Linked DNA regions of Drosophila melanogaster: region 2 is linked to region 1. The links are chromatin contacts, called in public targeted proximity ligation maps. All regions are on one chromosome and are shown on one strand. The core of a region is the stretch at or near the end of the contact, and the rest is flanking DNA. Distances in the headings are between cores, read along the strand shown. Region 1 holds the start of CG6154. Region 2 holds the start of osy (oskyddad).

Region 1 (5,665 bases), core at 819-3,318:
TTAACAAGGATGTCCCATACATGTGTCGGTGTATTGTGCTTCTATCGTTGTTTGTTCGCTCATTCTTGTTTGTCCGCAAACAAGCGAAACTGAACACAAAAATTGAATGGGATTTTTCCGAGGACCGGAAAAGCGGCAAGAGCAAACCGCACAAATGCCAATGGAATGACAACCAACCTAGGGGCATGCGGAATGGCCTAAGAATGAATTGAAATTATTTTACAACATTTTCATGTTTCTTGCCATTTGTTTGATTTGCCTCGACCTTCGCCTTCAGGTCACCCCTTTATTGTTTTTATTTCCCTTTTTTTGTATGCATAATTTAGGCTCGAGTGGAGGCCAATTGCACGCGTAAGAAACAAATGAATCCCTCAAAAGAATTGGTTGACCCAAAATAAAACGACATATGTTGCGAAATACCATAAGAAATTTGAGAAAAAATGGCCTAGCAGATGTCAAATTATTGAGCAGTTTTTGTTTTAAACATGCTGGACATAGCACTCGCACATAGTATTTTTTAGTACAGACATTTAAGTTGTCATCCGATTGAATTTGTTTTTAAAACTAACAAGCCAATATATGTATTCTCGAATAGAAACATCTATTTTTGGGAATTTGTATGCTTAAGATTTTATCCACAATTTTTCAATCAAAAATGTTTACCCATCGAGTAAAAAGTAATTAGTTTGCAATGCCTACATTTTCATTTCATATCGGATACTGCTCCATTGAATGACGTTCTCTATTTAATTGAACTCAATCTCCAAATAGCTTTGCAAATCTAGGCTGACGAATAATAGGAAAACGCAATTTGTATCATTTCAAGAGGGATTCCTGAACAAAGATACAAAATTCAAACTGCCAGAGACCATAAACACTTTGTTCCGACCAAGACTAAAAATGAAAAGAGGAAAAGGTAACAAGCATTTATAAATGCCGCAACAAAAGCTAGTGAAATGTGAGCCGGAGACTGGTATGAATTTCGAATTTTGGTTAAGCTATAGCTACTGGGGCGTGGCAGAAAAAGGGGCGGATTAGGTTCAAAGCAAATTGTTGCGGAAGGCAGGAATCAACATTATCATCAGCAAGCAGGATGCTGTTCAGTCGGTTATGGGATACTCATTCTCATTTTGGGCAAATGCAGATGAGGACGAGACAAAACACAGACACAAGTTTAGGGAAGGGGAGGCTTTTCCCTGTGTGTGTGTGCGTGTGTTTGTATATGTGTGGGTGGAGGCGTGGGGGAGTGTTTTGTGTCGCCTTCCGCATATTAATGAGCCAAGTGCCACAAAGCCAAGCTAAACGCGCTCTCATCAATTGCTCAATATTATGACTCTGGCTGGCAGAAATCTGCATACGAAACCCATATTGGTATGTATGCTGAATACTCAGCAAGCCCCGGGAAAACTATTTTGCATTCTTTGTTGCACACATTCTTTTGGTTTTCGTGAACTCTTATAAGAAGAAAAATGGAATTTAAGAAAAAACTATTTCAAATGTCCTTTAACAAAAAGACTAGATAAATAGAAATATAGTATAACCTAACTATAGTTGATCAAAAACTTTTCTAGCTATTTTGCCCTAATCTTTAATCTTGCCATTTATTGTAAAGCAAAAAAAAGGGTTCCATCAATATTAGTTTTAGAAATGAACATTTTTCTGTAGTTTTTTGAAAGATACTTTATAATCTGATCTACATCAACTTTTAATGAGTATACCAAATCGAACCAAATCGTTTCTTACCAAAACTGGGAAAACAATTTATCATTCTTCTGAACCACAAATTCACTCCTCTTTTTCGTATCTCCTCTTTAATTTAATATGAGTTAAAACACAGCTGGTGCTTGAATTTCAGACTCTTATGCACTCCACTTTCGGTTCACATAACTAGAATAATCAGAAATTATTTCGCTTTGGCTGCACCACAGTACGTAGCGTATACGCCGCGGTGTACGCGGGTGTGCGAAGGAGACGCGCAGCGCAAGTGGAACGCAACACGTGTTGGGCGACAGGTGCCGAGCGTTTGGCACACAACTCGACCGACCGACGCACGAATTCGAACTGAAAACTGAACCAGAATCCCCAAACGAAAATGGGAAGCGAGTGAGGCAGGCACGAGAACCGAAACAGGACGAAGGACGAAGCCACGAGGCACAAAGAGAGCGAGGACAATGAAGAGCACTGTGGCTAAGGTTCCTTCATTAGGTAAGCATATTATTTCATATATATCTAGCAACTGTATCACTTTAACTAAAGAAACCTAAGCATAGATAGTCTATGAAATATCTAAAATCCTTTAAATGTTATAACCCGTTCCACAGTCATTCTTTTCATTCAGAAAACTGTGCCAAAGTCATATTAGGACATTTTAAAGAGCGAAACGATTTTCTCTTTCGCTCGAACAGATTGTATGGCAGAATAGGGGGATATTTTCTCAAAGTTTGCGCTCTCAATCAGCTGTTTCCAGTGCCAGGGGGTTGAGTCCTTTAACATTGCAGGAGGTCAGGCATGGCGTGAAAGTCGCTTATCCTAGCTGCTGCTTCTGGCACCCCTCGTTTTTGTTGCGCTGCCGCTGGAGCGCCTGATGCTGATGGTCACGAAAAATTCATTGACCGCCCCAAGTAAAGCAGGTCGCTCGTAATTAAGGTTAAAATACACCAAATTAATTATTCTACCCTCTTTTCAATGCATAAGTAGAATAGGAAATGTTGTTGACAGGTTAAAAGATACAAATACTTGCAAAGATAACACTTCATTTTTAATGCTTTTTTATAGTTTTGGGCAAGAAAGCTTGGCAAGACATATAGTTCACTTGATGAGGATGATTTGGGATGACTATATCCAGCAAGACGCGACATTAAGTTTGTGGCACTTTATTGTTTTTAACATTTCAATACTATTTCAATATATATCGTATAGTGTTTGAGATCTTAAGATAAATTATTTATTATGTTAATACGCTTTGAGCACATTTCATTTAAATTTTTACCGCCCAAACGAAAGCTAAAGCTTCTCAAAGCTGTCTAATAAGTTTTACAGCTTATCTGTTAGGTTCCATCCCCCACTAAAAGCTCCCAGAATGAGCTTTATTTTGGATACCTTTCGTTTGGGGATCTGGGAATTTAAAGCGCTTGGCTCAGTCGGTTGCCCAACACCGTCGGCGACGACCTCCAAACAACCTTTTGGGGTCTCGCTCGGCATGTCTCGCTTATTTCGCTTTGGAATTTCACGTTGACGCCGCAGTCAGCGGTAGCAGAGGCATCGGCAGCGGCAGTAGCAGCGACACGGGCCGAAAATAAAAGCGTTAACCGCTCTCCTCCAGTGCAGCAGCAGCAGCGGACCCAGCCAGTAGCCAGCAGCTAATCACCACATCCCAGATTCAGTTTCCAGTTCGGTGAGTGGGCGTCATACGCAGTGAACAGAACCCCTGAGCCCCTTAAAAAAAATTCAGATATTTTTCCCCCCATTGGCGGCAGTGCAGTTGAAAAGTCGCGTAATCGTTCCCATTTCTCTGGGTGTTTCGTAATCCAAATCTACAGAGCAGCAGCGAATCTGTAGGCGTGTTAGTGTTAGTGAGTGCGTATTCGAATATAGTTTAATTATTCTCTAATCTTACCATTTCCGCGTGCTCGCCACTTTTATGACAAGTTCTAGAACCTCGAGGCTCTCGAGTGTTGTTGACCTATGCACCGCGGTTGAAGGAGTGGGGGGGCTACGCGAACTGCAGGCGATAAGAAGCCTTATCGGGTGACTTTTGGCTCACTTTCGTGAGTAGTAGTTTTCTCTACCGGCTCAACCGGCTCTCTTACTTTTCATCCGCTCTTTCATTCGAGTTCATTTGCTTGTTGGCAGGCTTTCAACTGCAATTTGTAGTCGCCGCTGCGGTTTTTCTTTATAAATAGTTGGCGCAAATGTTAAATGTATGTACTATACATCGCGATATACATATGTATACTTTCCCATCGCTCTCTCGCTTAGACTTCAATTAGCCAACGTCATCGTAAATTCATCAGATTGTTGACGTCTTCTCATGATAGACGCAATATGCTTTTGTCTATTGCATTTTATACCTACCATTTAATTGAGATTTCAGTGAATGAAGGAGAGCAAACATTTTACCGATAGTTTGTAGAGAGTACATGAGAAAAGAGGGGCAGAAGTTTAAGGGTTGTTTTGAAACCTACAGAAAACAAGTTTTGGTACTCCAAAGGACTTCCTTTCAAGATCAACCTGATTAGGATTTTTAAGAAGAGTTTTGAACATTTAAAACAACCAATTTATGTTCCTTTGATCGTTTATATCAAGCTTTGGGAAATTTTATAATGAATATAATGGAATTATAGGTATACATTCTCATTGTAAAGTATAAGCTAATCGATGAAATAAGACTAGATAAGGTACATTGGCTTATCTAGTAAACAGTTACCACAACAAAGTTTTTGGGGTCACATAATAAGGGCATAGATAGAAGTATGGGAGTGCTCGAAGTTTCCTATTTTCAGACAAGTATACAATTATTACCACCCATGTTTACGGCTAATCAGTTGACGTCAGTTCGTAGTAGTAGTAGTAGTATTATCTCAACTGTTGGATGTTCTTTTGACCCACTGTCTGCGTTCAAGGAGGCCGGACCTAAAATCTCGTTATGATAATGCAAAACCTTTGGAACTAAAACGCAACTGGGGGCTCGTTTTTTCGTCGTTTTCGATTCAAAATTTTCACTGATAGCAAGCTCACGAATACATATAGACGGACATGTGGCGGTTTATTTTTATAAACGGTCTCTTGATAGGAACGTAAATTTATTTTGATTGTTTTTTGTTGTCATGCGTTGGCTGCTCTTCGTTCCTCTTTCTTTTTTGTCATCGTATATATTTCGCCTAGTTTTCGAAACATTTCAGTCTTCGATTGATTGCCGGCAAGTGTAGGTGGGTGTTGTCTGCTGAGTGAATCCGCAACATCTATAGATAATTCTATAGATAAGGGTGTACATACATATCTAGTGTCGTTCTGTGAAGTGTGTTTAGATAACTGTTTAGAAATTAATAGATGAAAAAATGATTTGTATTCTAGAGATATATTAATATATTCTTAAACTGTGCAGTATTTTTAATATATGCATATATCAAGCTTTTATAATATCTATCTGTTCTTAGGAACCACAAGCTATTCACGCGTGTACAAAGTGTTAAATATATGGCGTGGGAAATGTGGGGTCGATGTGGTAAACAATATTTCGCGATAAGTTGCGGAGGTCTAATCTCTTAACCTGACATTTATGCCATTCCCAGTCCTTGGCTCACTGTCAATGTCAAACAAGTATAAAATGGGTTTTTAGTCATCGCAGATGACTTCGTATCTGTATCTACATATTGCTGGACACTAGCTATCTCTATCGCACTTCACACGCGCCACACGACTTTCGGTTTTCAACAATTTCTATTCGCATTTCGTAAGCAACAAATTTCGCTGGCAACATTTGTTGCTAAGGCTTGTTGCTTGACCTTGTTCAATGTCAAGCGAAAATTCATGCGCCCTGCGTTGGCGTCGCTGCCTGCAGGAACAGCGCAGCAGCAGCGGCAATAAAAGTGAAAGTTACCACGTCACGCATTATGCGGGTGTGAAGAAGACAGCTGCATTCGGTTAGAGTGAGACACAAGATTCC
Region 2 (5,665 bases), core at 1,594-4,093, 56 kb before region 1:
TATTTATTAATGGGCCAAGACAGCGATGAATTAGGGCAACAAATATTTTATAATGGTCCCATTACATGTCGTTTCAACTCAAATATAAACTTTTAAATGCTTGGTATTGTAGGTAAATGGGAAATTAAATTGACAATTATTGTATCAGTATTTTAAGGGCAATTATAACACCCTTTTGCAATTCATTTTATGAATCCAGAAATAAATATATCTTTTTTATACCACATTCTTTGGCTTCTCACGCGCTGCTCATTTATTATGATGTTTTTCACATATCTGACACTTTTTGCAAATAAAATCAAACAGATAAATTAAATTTGCCACAGACTTTTGGCTGTCGTTTTGATTTTTTTTTACTTTTTTTTCGTGTCCATAAAGTTCGACTTTGATTGCATTCGTGGAGCCATGTCTCACGCCGGAAAATCGTACAAAAAAGGAAAATATATTTATTTGTATTTGAGCGAATACTTTTATTGGCGGTTACCTTTGGCTCGCTGTGTGGTCGTTTAATTGAATAATTATATACACACATACCCACGTATATGCCTATAATTTTTTTGCTACTCGGCTTATATTGATTCGCATAGATTGTAAATCAATTGCCATTACATGTGCATCCGCTGGCTGGAATGCAAATGTAACAAATGGCCAAAACGACGATGCGCCTTGACAAACTCAATAAAGGCCCACTTCCCACAGTTAAGAGTTGTCAAAGCTCGACAAATGGAAAAGTGATATAAAAAAAAACATGCAATGTATAAATAAATAATTGTGCAGTGGCTTGGCGTTAATTGCACTTTAAAAAGTCCCAAACAAGTGCCGAAATGGTAAATGCAATTTATTGCCGTCGGCAATCGGCAGCTAACGAGTGCTTCAAATTGAACACGGATGCACTAATTAGAATTTTTGGTCAAAACAATTAGCAATTTAAGCAGAATTATTTCAATTTAGCGAAAAAATGACCCGAAAAGTTTTATTTAATTTCCGCTAATAGAATTGGCAGCTGATGAATGCGAAATTTATTACTCATGCTCCAACAAAGACGGTGGGCAGTCATTGTTGATTGAGTTGTTGTGGACTAAGTTCATTTTTAATAAAATGCGAAAAGCGAGTTTCGTGTCGTTCATTCTGACTTGCAAGATCTTAAGAACCTCTTGCGCGGATCTACATACTCCTCATCGGCTTTATGGATTTCCTGGCAAAAATTTTAAAAGTGTTAGTCACTTGATTTCCAGTTTTGCGCAACTCATGTGAAATAATTAATATGAGCACACGCCTTGACCAACATTAATTTAATAATTTTTCATTAGTTAAACCATCATCTAAAAATTAGTCAGAGCTTAATGGGTTCCTTTTTTGGGCGCTTCTCTTTAAATGTAATCGTTTAACTTAGTGGGTGCATCGTAACCTTTCTGCTTTTAGTTGTTTAAAACTAATTTTTTTTTGCTGAGCAGGTCAAAGTTACCTAACGAGTCGAGTTTTGCGGTTTTAATTGTACCAAGTAACGCGGTCACCTCGATTATTGTTGTTGTTCTTGCGGCAACGCTCATTGTTGCGGTTTGTGTGTAAATTTTGGAAAGGTTAAGTGCCTGGTTGCAGTCAGCAAATTAAATAATTACAAACGGCTGTTAAAGAGCCAGAGTTATGAGCCCTTCGCAGAAGGACAGCTGATATGCAGAAGTACTCTAAATTTACAACCAGACCTTTTCTTTAAAAACCTACATATATTGCCAATAAATATTTATTTAATTGTTTAGTCAAATAAAGTATTAGATAAAGTAACATCCAAATATCACTTAAAAACCAAAAAAAAAATCACTTAAAGTGTAGTTCTTAAACATGGTTTCTCTGTGCTTTAACCTTAAGTCATTTGCTACATCTTTACACCGCCTCGACAAAAGTCGTCCGAAACTGAAAAGTTCAAAAAACGCGAGACAAAAGTCGCGGCAACAAAGGCAGCAGCAAAAGCAGAAGCATTCATTTGGAGATTCAACTTCGCCTGAGTTTGCATTTTAAAGCCGTTGCTGTTGACCTTGGGCTGCATAAATCGAATTGGAGCAGGTCGTTGACGAAGCTGGTGTTTTTACTGAATGGTTTTTTCTTTTGGGAATGCGAAGCCCTGCATTATCTGGGCATCCTTGAGCTGGTTGAGTGGGAAATCCCCTCAGCATCCACAGCAGCCCTTGGCATTTTAATGTGAAGGAGGCCAATGGCCTGCGGTTACCTGTGCTCCTTGAAGTTCTTAAATGGACCGCAGCTGCTTTTATTCCGGCGAGAAACCACGAATTGCAGGAACTGTGGCAACAGTCTGTTATTGATTTTCCTCGTAATTTGTATTTTCCCCCTTTATTTTTGTTGTTTTGTTATTTTTTGCTGACTAACTTTTGGCTTTGCGGCTGGCAAAAGTCAACAGAAACGTAAAGAACACGTTTGCTTTTAGTTAACCTGTTTTGGCAATGCCCAAAGATTGCGATTGAGCAAAGATTGAGCGGACACAGATACAGATACACCGAAACGTACACAGATACTACTGCCGACTAGACGAAGCGTGGTTGTTGTTTTCAATTTTTGTTTTACTTGCACAATTAGCCAACTGAAAAATTACCACACTGAGATGGATTTGAAAGCTGCACTGCACAATAATCGCCGCTAAAATTGGCTCATTCACAACGCTTGCAAGAAACTACGATCTGCAAAGTGCTCTGGTTTATGTCAACGCGAAAAATCCGCGCGCAAAGCCACACTAAAAGTATCTTAACACTCAGCTCAGGTTCTCGGCTTTGTTTGCTCAAGCGTTTCCGCGTTTTGCTTCTCGACTCGCCGACGACGTGAATTCAACTGATCAACTCAACAAAACCGACTTCGTAGCGCTGACAGATCGCCCAATTCGAAAATAGCATCGGCCTTATCGACAGCGGCGTCGGCAGCGACGTCTCTTGTTTATAGCCGCGTTTATGAAGCCGTCTAAACGACGCGTCTAAAAGATCAAAAATAGTAAGTGGAGTGCTTGGACTTCTGTGGCCGAAACTCTACCCACTTGACTAGCACAGGTGGGAACAGATCTGGGTCACGGTGGAAGTCTTTGCTAAGCTAAGCTTACAGCAGATCATTTTGGGAATTGAGCTTTGATCGTTCAATGCACAATGCGTCGTGGTTCATGTCCTTGCTATATTATAAATAAAAATTATATATTTTAGCTTTCTCTTTTTGATATACAAAAAATCAACAATTCTTTTTTAAAAAAATATTTATTTTGTATTTAGTAAGTTTAATAACTTAAATAACAATTTCACTTGTGCAACTAGCCTGCTGAAAGGACTTGCCCATACGAAAACTTAATAAAAGATTATCATGTATGGTGCATTGTGCCGTAACAAAAACACACAAGGCCCGAGCGATAATAGCAGCAACAATGCCGTCGGCCAAATGCGACCTCCGACCTCAGAGTTGGCTTATGTTCGTTGGGCACGCAAATCGGTTATTAGCTATAATGCAAACGTATTTTAGACACACACATTTATATCGCTTATTTTCGATGGTGCATTATTGCGGTTGTCTGATTGAAACGCCAGATCCCACACGCGGCCTTTTTGTTCGGGCCTGGACTCAAAGATAAGCGGCCCTCGGGACCTAAATAACTGGAACAACAAAAAATAAACGGACAAACGGACGGCAAACAAACTGTCTATTAGTTATTGTTGTTTGATTTGCAAAGCGTTTGTCATTTGTTAAATAAATTGATGGCCATTGCGGACCACTCGGCAAATAGCAAGTAAATACGAAAAGGGACACAAGTGGCTGAAATAACCGGAAAAGCTAATATTGAGCTTATGATTTAAGGCAGGCCAGAAAATGGCACTGGAATCCACAGCCCAGCCACCATTGTTCACAGTTTCGATGAAACTTTAAACTGGGGGGACTGTCAGAAGGCCTCAAAAGCAGCGGCAGTTAAGCATGACAAAACGCCGGGGCATCTCGGGAGGACACCCCTCTATTATCCTTCCAAAATCATCAGCTGTCAGTGCAGTGAGTTGAGACTTCAGCCACCAAAAAACGAGTCTGCAGTGTCACTGAGCGAGAAAGGAGCCCGCCAGAGAGCACAAGAAACTGAAATGACATTGACATTTTGAATAATGACGCAACACTATTTAAGTGGGAACTGCACGTCTAAAAATTGAATGAAGCCGAAAAATTATAATTAAATGCTTACAAAAATTTTTGGTAATGTAGAAGATTCTTTTCGACAACCCAAAATTGATATTCTTTAATTTGTAAAAGTATTGCAGGACATATTACATTTAAGTTAAATAATCAGTTAATTTTTAGACGTGTATTGACAGCTTTCCCAGGGCACAGGCACCCAACGGAGTTTGGAATTGGACTTGCCCATGGGGAGACGCTCGCCGGACTGCTGGCAGAGATTAGCTGCAAGTTTTGAAGGATGTTCCGGTGCCGTCTTACGCCGAGGATCCATCTGGAATCCCGGCAGCTGCTCTTTCTCCGGCCAATCGCGAATTGGCTAAAGTTGTCTTGGGTTCGTGCCCAACGAGCGGGCATGGCTCCTAATGAACAGTGTCTAGTGCACATCGCTGGGGGAAAGAATGTCATTAGAGCCACCATCCCGGGAACACCTCTTAAATGGCCAAATGCCGTAGCTAAACCCCAGCGAAGACGATGCCAAGTGGCCATAATCACAGAGGTGCAATTTGCAGCGGGCAAAAGAAAGAATAAATTCGCGCACAAAGTGCCAAGTTAAAAGCACAAACAAAACAGCAATAAGGATACGAATAAGAATAAGCAGCAAAGGAGAAATAGTTGGAAAAACTAAAATTAAACTGGCTCCGCGACTGCAGGCAGCGGCACTGTTTAATATAATTTTCATTTTATACTTTTTGTAGCCCAACCAACATTTAGCTTTAAGTTGGCCGAGTGTTGAAAAAACAACTTGAGATTGTAATTAGTTTTTGTTGCTCCTGGGTTTAACTGGAGGGAAACTTTCAAATTGAACCAAAGACGGCGGCAAAGGGATGGAATATTTTGCGGTTCCAACTTTTACTCACTGGTCTTACCAAATTGCAAATATGTCTGCGAAAAATCTCATTAAGTATACGAAATGTGGTACGCGCCATGTCGCCGAGGGAGCGGGCATAAAAATGCAATAAGAAAAACCAAGAGCGAAACGAAAATGAGAGAAGGAAAGTAAATAAAAATTATGAATGTCGTTTGCCCAGATTTAAGAGAGAGAAAGGAAAGGAAAAGCGAAAAGTGAAAAGGAAAAACCATAGAAAAGCGAGTTGCAAATGACTTAAGGTCCATTTTCCCTCTCGCTCTGGCAACAGGTAACACTGCCTAGATGCTACTAGAAAACTCGGCCACAGACTGGGTCAAGTTTGAGTGGAGTTGGCAGTCCCTTTCCAACCACAAAGTTCTTTGGGCTCATCTAACGAGCAGTTTGAGCCCTTGTCTAGGTCATTTGGCCAGCAATGACCCTTATAATGCGCTTAATTTGCGTATGATGAGTTTTTGCACAACATTTGCCGAATTCTTCATAATCAAAAACGCAATCATGTTTGTGATCTGTAGGGAACACAAATACATAAATTTGCTTTATTACTCTTTTTTTGGAAGAATTTTTTTTACCTAAAAACCTTTAGCGAAACCTTAA

What was found.
Region 2: a contact with region 1 is called in a targeted proximity ligation map of the Kc167 cell line, with 7 times the contacts expected there. A contact is called at or near these places in 59 of 107 Hi-C or Micro-C datasets (the Clone 8 cell line, the D17-c3 cell line, the Kc167 cell line and 20 more) and 4 of 7 datasets of targeted methods (the Kc167 cell line and the S2 cell line).

What each region holds. Positions count from the first base shown.
Region 1 is chr3R:26,259,065-26,264,729 of dm6, reverse strand. It overlaps CG6154, which reads right to left and starts at 2,068. Exons shown (of 8, transcript NM_143214.2): 1 at 1,744-2,068. Ald1 (Aldolase 1) reads left to right here and starts at 3,139. Exons shown (of 4, transcript NM_170262.2): 1 at 3,139-3,394. It also overlaps asRNA:CR44321.
Region 2 is chr3R:26,315,533-26,321,197 of dm6, reverse strand. osy (oskyddad) reads right to left here and starts at 2,843. Exons shown (of 9, transcript NM_001300613.1): 1 at 2,225-2,843.